2 separate regions of the Hordeum vulgare genome follow, and region 1 is linked to region 2. A link is a contact called in public Hi-C data. All regions are on one chromosome and are shown on one strand. Each heading gives the region's core, a stretch centred on a gene start, on an enhancer-like site or on the middle of the called end of the contact. The rest is flanking DNA. Distances are from core to core; before and after follow the strand shown.

Evidence for each region. A called contact is a pair of places that touch in the nucleus more often than the background predicts.
Region 1: a contact with region 2 is called in a Hi-C map of leaf, with 1.9 times the contacts expected there. The contact joins the promoter of LOC123429766 here to the enhancer-like site in region 2. A contact is called at or near these places in 2 of 6 Hi-C or Micro-C datasets (leaf and seedling).

What each region holds. Positions count from the first base shown.
Region 1 is chr2H:123,377,504-123,382,658 of MorexV3_pseudomolecules_assembly, reverse strand. LOC123429766 (scarecrow-like protein 32) reads left to right here and starts at 3,282. Exons shown (of 1, transcript XM_045113766.1): 1 at 3,282-5,155. The coding sequence starts at 3,920.
Region 2 is chr2H:123,318,818-123,323,934 of MorexV3_pseudomolecules_assembly, reverse strand. No RefSeq gene overlaps it. Among protein-coding and RNA genes, the nearest start is that of TRNAL-CAA, 49 kb to the left of the region's middle. Within about 2 kb of position 3,619, at least 1 of the 3 cell types and tissues checked has open chromatin away from gene starts, as enhancers often do. A contact at or near this core is called in leaf, where this site is marked.

The DNA.
Region 1 (5,155 bases), core at 2,033-4,532, 59 kb before region 2:
AGTTCTTCCGTACGACCCACAAGGACATATGGCGGGCTTTGTTCAAGCCCCAACAAGTGTGGCTAGCCAAGGACGAAGACAAGTTACCGACTATAATCGGAAATAGATGAGCCGACCTATTCTTTCTAAGCTTGAAGTACACGCCAATCTTTGGGATATTCCTTCCAGGGTAGAGGTCGTCATCACGCTTGGTCTTCTTTGGTGCGGCCCAATGGACCCACCCAATACTGACTAACCGGCCGACCGAGGACCCCAGAATCCCAGACTCCCTCACCGGGATGGATATTGGGTGGCGAAATGGAGCGGAGGGAGTGAAATGAAGTGGCTAGGGTTTCAGCCGAGGAGGGGATCGAAACGAATTTATATGGGGTCGGATGGGCAACATTTCTCGGGTCCGATGTGGTAGGCGCACCCAGTCCTTCCTATATGTGTCTCATATTTAGGCGGGATATAAGAAATGCGAGTTAATCTAGACATTTGCGACCAGTTTAAGGGATTCGTCTCGTTCATGTTTTTGTAACCGATCATTGACCTTACCATTCACCTAGACATTTAGAACGGGTTTAAGGTGCCCGGTTGTAGATGCTCTTCGTATAAATTTGGACTTGCTCGTGCTCTTAACAAAAATACTAGTGCTCCCTCCGTTCATAAATACTCCATCTGTACTAAATTAAGTGTCTCAACTTTGTACTAGTTTTAATACAAAATTATACTATTTTAGGACGAAGGAAGTATAAAACTTCTTAAAGATTTTACTGTAGACTACATACAAAGCAAAATGGATAAATCTACATTTTAAAACATATATATATATATATATGTATGTAGTTCATGATGTAATCTCTAAAAGATCTTATATTTATATTTAGAAACGGAGAAAGTATAAATAAAGTTATGTGAGGGGTGACGCATCAGCACAGTTTCCTCATGTGCTTAGTGTGCGCGTATATATCCTCACAAGAACTAACTGCATACTCTACTTTTTCGGTGATAAATATACTCGGAGTGGAACTATACATGAAGACACAACTGTCAAATATCAGTGCCGTCGGGAGAAACTAAAAAGAAAAAAATATCAACAACAATCAGTGCGGTTGGGTCTACACAGGTCAGTAGTATCCTGTCTCTGAAAATAAAAAATATCAGTACCATCCTGGCCTACAGAATTATTTGGTCGGATTGTTTTTCCGAGCTTGGACGTGTAAGTTTAAATCCAAACAAAGAGTCACTTTCTGCTTGAGAATATTAAATAGAATGCACCCTGTATAATTATTAAACTAGCCCTGCTGCCTCGTCCCATGTGGGACCTGGTTCCAAACTGACGAAATCATTTCATCATGCCATGGCCCGTGAGCTCTCCCTCTCTCTCTCGCGCGCTCTCTCTCTCCAATACTACTCCTTTTTTATTCGATAATTTCCTATTTTCTTTGTCGAAACTCTTTCCGTAAAAGAAAATATAAATATTTAGATCATTATTATAATGATCTAAATGCTTTTAATTTTCTCAAATTAATACTCCATTCGTCCGAAAATACTTGTCCTAAAGATGAATGTATCTAGATTTATTTTAGTTATAGATATATCCATTATATTCATTTCTAGAACAAGTATTTTCGAACGAAGGGAATATTAGTTTATAGAGTGAATAATTGTCAAAGTACATGAAGGTGACTTACAGACTACATTCTCCCTCGGTTTCCCTTCAACTTCACAAATATAAGATGTATTTACATATTTTAAAATAAATTACATACAAACTGAAATGAGTAAACATACTAAAACGTGTCTATATACATCTGATTTTTTTTTAAACATATGTTTGTATTTTGTGAACAGAGGGAGTACTACTTTTTTTTTGAAAAGGAGTAAGACCACCGGGTCTCTGTATCTAGACGATGCATGCAGACACTTTATTAATAATACATAAAAAACCTTATAAAGTAATACAGCAGTAAGACTAAAGCTGCCGTTTAGGCAACATCAATCGCTGCTCCTATCCAGTTGATGAAGGGATGCTGATAGTCTGAGCCAAACATACCTCATAGCCAAACCCAACATCTAAGACTTCAGGCCCCAACCAAGCCACCGGTTCGGCGCACATTCAGAGGCCGCCACCGCCACCTGCCACCAATCCATCTTTCGAGCTGTACTGATGCATCTACCTTGCCCGGCTTAGCTGTCGTCGACGCTAGCATGAAGCGAGACAACGTCACCCTCTTGCGCGAGTCCATCATCGCACATCAGGTGTATAATCTCCAGGGCGCCATGCCATCAAGATCCGTCGCCATGAATGTGTATGATGAATCGCCGCTCCACCGAAGATGTCATTCACTGATCCCTCAAGCCCATATACACCTCCAAGAATGACGCCCCAAGGGGGAAATGACGCAAGCACGCCGCCGTCTTCTGATCTGTCGATTTAGGGTTCCCCCTAGAAGTTGCAGATAGTGGTCTAGAACTTCTCCACGACCATGCCTTCAAGAAGGGAACGACACCGTAGAGCGTCGCCATCGCCAGCCTTGGCATCTAGCCAAGAGCAGTTTCTTACCTAGATCTGTTCGAAGAACTCCGTCCAGCTTCTTGTGCACGGATCGCCGCCTTCTCTACCGAAGACTAGACCAACAGGATCCAGTCGCCATCGCATGACCGATCGCGGCACCACCACGTTGCTAGAGCAGCCAGCTTTGCCAGAACCACCACGCCAGCCTGCTGCTGCATACCAGACCCATCGGCCTGCCAAAGCCCATCTAGGCCCGGCGAGTTCCAACATTTGACCGCCGCCACAGGGGCGTCTCCCCCGTGGAATAGCCACGTCGCCGTTGTCGCCGCCGCCATGTCCGTCGTCGGGATCCCACAACACCGCACCATAGGGTCACCAAAGTCCATGTCGCTGCCGCCATGGGAGAAGGCCATCGCGTGCGAGGGAAGAAGACCCCCCCCCCCCCCCCCCCCCCCCGCCGCCGCCGTCACAGCTCATAGCCCGGGCTTCGCCAGCGTGAACTCGGGCGGCGGCGGGAGGGAGAGATCGGGGCGAGGTGCCGAGGGCCGGCGGTGCGGTTTTCCCCGTGTCGCCTAGGGTTGGCGACACGTGGGCCAGACTACTTGTTGGTTCTTCCCAAAGTGTTAAGCAATTGTAATATGGTGTTATCCTGATAATTGTAATAGACTAATAGCCTATATTATAAGGCTGTCCATCCACTAAAATCCAACAAAATTCCGTCTACAATTATGGACCTTGAGTTGTGACCGGTAAACCTTCTTCTTTTCCCCTCCCCCTTCCCTAGGCCCCCTTCTTCTCGATCTCTCGCGCACCATTTCTCCTCCAGCTTACTACTCACACATGGCGGCAGGCAGTACAACTTTCCTCTTCGTGAATTCAAACACAAGCAGAGCTGCTAGCTAGTCGATCGATATTAAGCACGCATGCACATGTGCTTGTTTATCATCTTGTCGATCGATTCCTTCTAGCCAGTTGCATAAAATAGTGCTGTTAGATCTCGATCCTGTTTCATGGTACGTACATGGAACACAGAATTTAAATTTTTCTTGCCCTTTCTTCCAGCTCCAGATGGTTTCTAGCTAGCTAGCTAGCTAAATACAAATCAGTTCCGTCTACTCCTTCACTGAAATATTCCCTGTACGTACTTGATGAATCAACCAAACTCTCTCCATTCTCCCTTGGTTTCCCCTTTGATTCCCAAAGTTCTACTGGCATATATTGGAAAGCACGTGTAGCTGCAGGCTGTATCTCCGATTCGGGCGAGCGAGTGCACGGCCCTCTATATATGCCTTGTACAAGCACCAAATCCGCTCCTCAAACTGCTCGACGTGTACTAGCTCTGCCTCTTTGCTCTTTTCTAATCATCGCCCCGCCGCAAATTTGTTGCCTTCCATTCCACCCACCTCGCGACCCCCCTACATGATGCAGTTCACCCATGCTGCAGTGACTGCACCGCCTCTCTACCCTAATGGACACCACGGGCTAGGGCTAGGGCTCTTCCTTGACGTCGGCGCGCCGAGAGCACGCCCGTGGCCAGCTGCCGGGAGCTTCCCGACGCTGCCGCCCTCCTCCAAGATCTCCCTGGGGAACCTCAACAGCGCCGGCTGCATGGAGCAGCTGCTGGTGCACTGCGCCAACGCCATCGAGGCCAACGACGCCACGCTCACGCAGCAGATCCTCTGGGTGCTCAACAACATCGCCCCCGCCGACGGGGACTCCAACCAGCGGCTCACCGCCGCGTTCCTCTGCGCGCTCGTCGCGCGCGCTTCAAGGACGGGGGCGTGCAAGGCGGTGACCGCGGCCGTGGCCGCCGCGGTCGAGTCGGCCGCGCTCCACGTGCACCGCTTCACGGCCGTCGAGCTCGCCAGCTTCGTCGACCTCACGCCCTGGCACCGGTTCGGCTACATGGCCGCCAACCACGCCATCCTGGAGGCCGTGGAGGGCTTCGCCGTCGTTCACGTCGTCGACCTCAGCACGACGCACTGCATGCAGATCCCGACCCTCATCGACATGCTCGCCAGCCGCGTCGAGGGCCCCCCGATTCTCCGGCTCACCGTGGCCGATGTCGGGTGCAGCGGGCCACCGCCGGCGCTCGACATGTCCTACGAGGAGCTCGGTGCTAAGCTGGTCAACTTCGCGCGATCCCGCAACGTGACAATGGACTTCCGGATGGTACCCACCTCACCGGCCGACGCCTTCACTTCCTTAGTCGACCAGCTCCGGGTGCAGCAGCTGGTCTCGGACGGCACCGAGGCGCTCGTCGTCAACTGCCACATGCTGCTGCACACCGTGCCGGACGAGACGGCCGGGTCCGTGAGCCTGACGCAGTCGGTCTCGCTCCGGACCATGCTCCTCAAGTCCATCCGAACCCTCGACCCAACGCTGGTGGTGGTGGCCGAAGAGGATGCCGAGTTCACGGCGGGGGACGTGGTGGGGAGGCTCCGGGCGGCGTTCAACTTCCTGTGGATCCCGTACGACGCCGTGGACACCTTCCTGCCCAAGGGGAGCCAGCAGCGGCGGTGGTACGAGGCGGAGGTCGGGTGGAAGGTGGAGAACGTGCTGGCGCAGGAAGGGGTGGACAGGGTGGAGCGGCAGGAGGACCGGGCGAGGTGGGGGCAAAGGATGAGCGGCGCGGGGTTCCGGTCGGTGGCGTTC
Region 2 (5,117 bases), core at 2,370-4,869:
TAGACAAAGCAGATTCGGAATTGTCTTTCCTTCCATGGATAACTTGTATCCATGCGCTTCAGATTATTAGCCTCGAGTTCGCCACCAGCAGTATAGCCAACCCTACCCTATCACGTCAATCCCACAAGCCTCTTATCCATTCTCGTTCGCTCGTGGCGGGGGAGTAAGTCAAAATAGAAAAAAACTTACATTGGGTTTAGGGATAATCAGGCTCGAACTGATGACTTCCACCACGTCAAGGTAACACTCTACCGCTGAGTTATATCCCTTCCACGTCCCATCGAGAAAGAGAATTAACGAATCCTAAGGCAAAGGGGCGAGAAACTCAAGGCCACTCTTCCTTCGGGCTTTCTTTACGCACTATTATGGATAGTCAAATAATGGAAAAAATTGGATTCAATTGTCAACCGGTCCTATCAAAATTAGGATTGACTATGGATTCGAGCCATCGCACATGGTTTCATAAAATCTGTACGATTTTCCCGATCTAAATCGAGCAAGTTTCCATGAAGAAGATCTGGTTCAACATGTTCTATTCGATACTGGTAGGAGAAGAACCTGACTTGGTATTCTTAAAATAAAAAAAGAGGGGAAGCAGAACCAAGTCAAGATGATATGGGTCGCCCCTTCTTCTTGCGCCAAATATCTTACCATTTCCGAAGGAACTGGGGCTACATTTCTTTTCAATTTCCATTCAAGAGTTTCTATCTGTTTCCACGCCCTTTTCTTGAGACCTCGAAACATGAGGACAAATTACTTCTCTTAGGAACACATACAAGAAAAAGGATAACGGTAGCCCTCCCATTAACTACTTCATTTTCATTTATGAATTTCATGGTAATAGAAATCCATGTCCTACCGACACAGAATTTAGAACTTGTTATTAACACATACAAGAAAAAGGATAACGGTAGCCCTCCCATTAACTACTTCATTTTCATTTATGAATTTCATGGTAATAGAAATCCATGTCCTACCGAGACAGAATTTAGAACTTGTTATTAACACATACAAGAAAAAGGATAACGGTAGCCCTCCCATTAACTACTTCATTTTTATTTAGGCAAAGATTGATCTCTGTAGAAAGACTGAATCATTCAGATCGATATGAGGACCCAACTCCGTTGCATAGCCAAAATCCATGTTCCCCATAATGAAACCGCGAGTAGTCGCAAATATCTCCTTCTTCCCTAATCCAAGATTGGAGAAAGAAGATCTAAGAGGGACCTATGGAGAATGTAGTCAGAAATCCATAATAGAGTCTGACCACAACGACCTAATGAATTATCCTCATCGAGAAACTTAGACTACTAAATAGAAAAGATTTGAAAATCATGGCATGGTTCTCCTTTTTTTGCCTTTCTTTAGAGTTTTCTATATGCACAATTTCTCGATGTTTCGATGAGAATTTCTTGACTTTCCATATATAGAAAGAGGTAGACTATAAATGACATCTCTTATGTCAATAAGACCAAAGGGATGGATAGTAAATGATAGGAAGTGCTAGGAAGTGAAATAGAATAAAATAGAGCCACTTTGGGCTTCCCTATCAAATGATGCATAGAACGGAGCCACTACGAAGAAATTATGGAAGTTACGAAAGAAGCTGCAGACTCATATTGTTCATGGGTTGAGAGCGGGAGTTGAACTCTAGGAGGTTGAATCCCCCCTTGTTCCTGAGTAGCTCAGTGGTAGAGCGGTCGGCTGTCGTAGGTTCGAATTCTACTTGAGGAGATTTTATTCATTCTTTAATGTAAGAATTTTAATGTAAGAATATAGAATTGAATTAAAGGGCTTGCTTTGACCCTTAGGAGTAGGTAACCCATTCGCTATCCTTGTTTCTATTTCTATTGCATTCTATCTCATCGTATCGCATTCTGTTCTACGATTCCACTTCGACAAAAGGAAAAAGAGCATACCTAAGTTCAATAGCTTTACGTCCGCTATCCCGATCATTATTTGCCTACCCTGAGGGGGAAAGTAAAGACCCTTCCCCCTTTGGAAGGCTGACTAGGCCGGCCAAGTAGGTACACAATGCGTGTAGCTTTCTTTTTTCCTTTTCTTCTTATTTCTTTTCTTTTTTGGGTCGTTTTTCTTTTTGTTTTCATTTTTTTATTTTTTATCGAAACATAAAAACGTTGAATTTCTTAAATTATTTTTTGAAAACATGAACTATTTTAAAAATAGGGAACATATTTAAAAACGCGAACAAGTTTTTAAAAGACAAACATTTTTTGATTCTTGAGAACAAAATTTTAAACTAACAACAATTTTGAAAAACTGGAACAAATTTGGAACCGTGAACAAATTTCAAAGCACAAACATTTTTTGAAATTTCGGAAGAAAAAAATTGAACAGGAGAACAAATTTGGAAGTCTGAACAAGTTTTTAAACGCAATTTTTTTTAAATATCGAGAACAAATTTTGAAAATGAGAACAGTGTTGGAAAATCCTGAACAAATTCATAAACGTGAACAATTTTTGAACATATGAATTGTTTTTGAATTTCGAGAACAAATTTTGAAAAACAAGAGCATTTTTTAAAAAACATATTAGAAAATCCAGATAATTTTCTGAAACTCCATAACATTTTTTAAATCTAGAACATTTTTTGAAAAGCAAAAACATTTTTCGAATTTGAATAACAATTTTCGAAAATCCAAAATATTTTTTTGAAAAAAATCTGAAACATTATTTCGAATTCGAAGAACATTTTTTGGTAACCCAGTACATTTTTTAAAAATCCAGAACATTTTCGGAAAAATACAAACAATTCACGATATTAAAGAACTATTTTAAAATCTCAATTATTTTTTGGATATCAAGAACATATTTTGAAAATCCAACAACATTTAGGAACTTATCTCGTTCATGAAAAATCTTGAACATTTTTTCAAATTCCGGAACTTTTTTTTTAATTCTGGAACTTTTTTTATATTCATGAACATTCTTTCAAATTACGAAACATTTATTTCAAATTCTGAAACATTTTTTTGGAAATCTGAAATATTTTATATAAAAAATCCGGAACATTTTTTCATATTCCGGAAATTTTTCAAATTACGGAACATTTTTAGATATTCTGGGACAAAAATTCATATTCTGTAAAACAATTAAAATGCCGGAACATTTTTACAAATTACTAAACATTTTTTCATATTTCGAGACAATTTTTCACATTCTGGAATATGTTTTCAAATTCCGAAACATTTTTTCAAATTATAAAATATGTTTTGATATTCTTGTACATTTGTTTATATTTTGGAACATTTTTCAAAATTACAAAATATATTTACAACTCACGAACATTTTTTGAAAAAGGGAACATTTTTTATAACATAATGAGAAAAAAAGAAATAGAAAATAGTAAAGAAAAAAGAAAACAAAAAAAGAAAAAGAGGTTCATGGAATCTTCTCGATTGTTTCCAAAACCGCGATTTGTGGAACGCTTCAAAAAGGCCGGCCCACTGCCACCACCGCTCACGCCATCTTATGCGAAGCTTCGACAATTGGACGCAGTGAATGGTATATAGGATTTTTCCTGAATCATTGGTACTCCTTCTGTCCTAAAATCGGGAATATCCTATTTGAGGCATATTGTGTAAAATTATCGAACTTTCGCAAAGCTTGCCGAAGAGCTAAGTTGGGCCAGCCCGTTTACCTGTTGCATCGATTTCGATTTTAGGAACCTTTCAGAGATTTCCAGCTGGTCTTTATCTATTTTGGGAACATCCAGCTGGACCTTTCCAGCTGGTCTTTATCTATTTTGGGAACATCCAGCTGATTTTAGGAACCTTTCCTGAATTATCTATTTCCAGCTGGACATTTTGAGCCAGCTTTTCCGGTTTTGTGAACTTTTTAGAAGATTTCCTGAACCGTTTTGTTTTTTCTGTTTCTGTTCAAAACATGTTCTGGATATTAAAAACATGTTCTCGAATTTGAAACAATATTCCAGAATTTGAAAAAACCTTCGAAAATTTGAAAAAATATTCTGGAATATGAAATAATTCGGAAATTTGAAAAACATATCCGGAATATAAAAAAAGTTCCGGAATTTAAAATAATGTTCCGGAATTTTAAAAAAAGTTTCGGAATTTAAAAGAATGTTCCGGAATATATAAAAAAGTTCCGAAATTTGAAAAGGCTCTAGAATTTGAAAAAAAATTCGGCAATTCTAAAATTGCGGAATTTGAAAAAATGTTCCGGAAATTTCAAAAATGATTCAGAATTAGAAATTGTGTTCCGCAATTTAAGAAAATGTTTTTCCATTTCAAAATTCTGCTAGAATTGAAAAAAAGTCCCAGATTTTTGAAAAAATATTCTGGAATATGCAAAAAAATGCTCTGGAATTTTCGAAATTAAAATCTGAACTTTATATCAAAATATATCGTATTTTTCATGGAAATGTTCCTAAATTAGAAAAAAAAATCTGGAAATTTGAAAATATTCGGGCATTTGAAAAAATGTTCTAAATTTTGAAAAAATAGAAAAATAATTATTAGAATTACTTCAAAGAAAAAATAAGTTGGGTCAGAATGTTATTGTTTTCACATTTGTATAAGAGAAATCCTGTTTTACAAAAATTATTTTGTTTTAAAAAAAAATTCACAAATGGAAAACTTGTTCAAATTCTGTTCACCAATTCTGAAAATATTCATGATTTCAAAATTTTCGGGGATTTCAGAAAATGTGCTTCATTTTCTAAAATATGTTTTCCTTTTCAAAACATGTACGTGAGTTCAAAAAATGTTCCGTTTAAAAAAGTGTACATAAGTTCAATTAATGTTCCCGCTTGGATATTTATTCATTACTTTTCAGAAATGTTCGTGTTAATAGCATAAAAACTGAAAAATAAAAGGAGAAAAACAATCGAAAAAAGAAAAAGAAATAAAATAAAAAACAAAATAAATTAATAAATTTAAAAAACGAAAAAAACGAAAAAAAACAGAAACAGAAAAAACCCTATAAATACTAGTTTCAGATCCTTCTAAAAAGTTCCCTAAACCGGTTAGGAACCTTCTACAAGGGTCCAAAAAGCGGACGCTATAACTTATGCGTTCTCACGGAATTGGGCCGTCCCATTTTGATCGCTAGTTGGTTCATCTAACATCAAATAA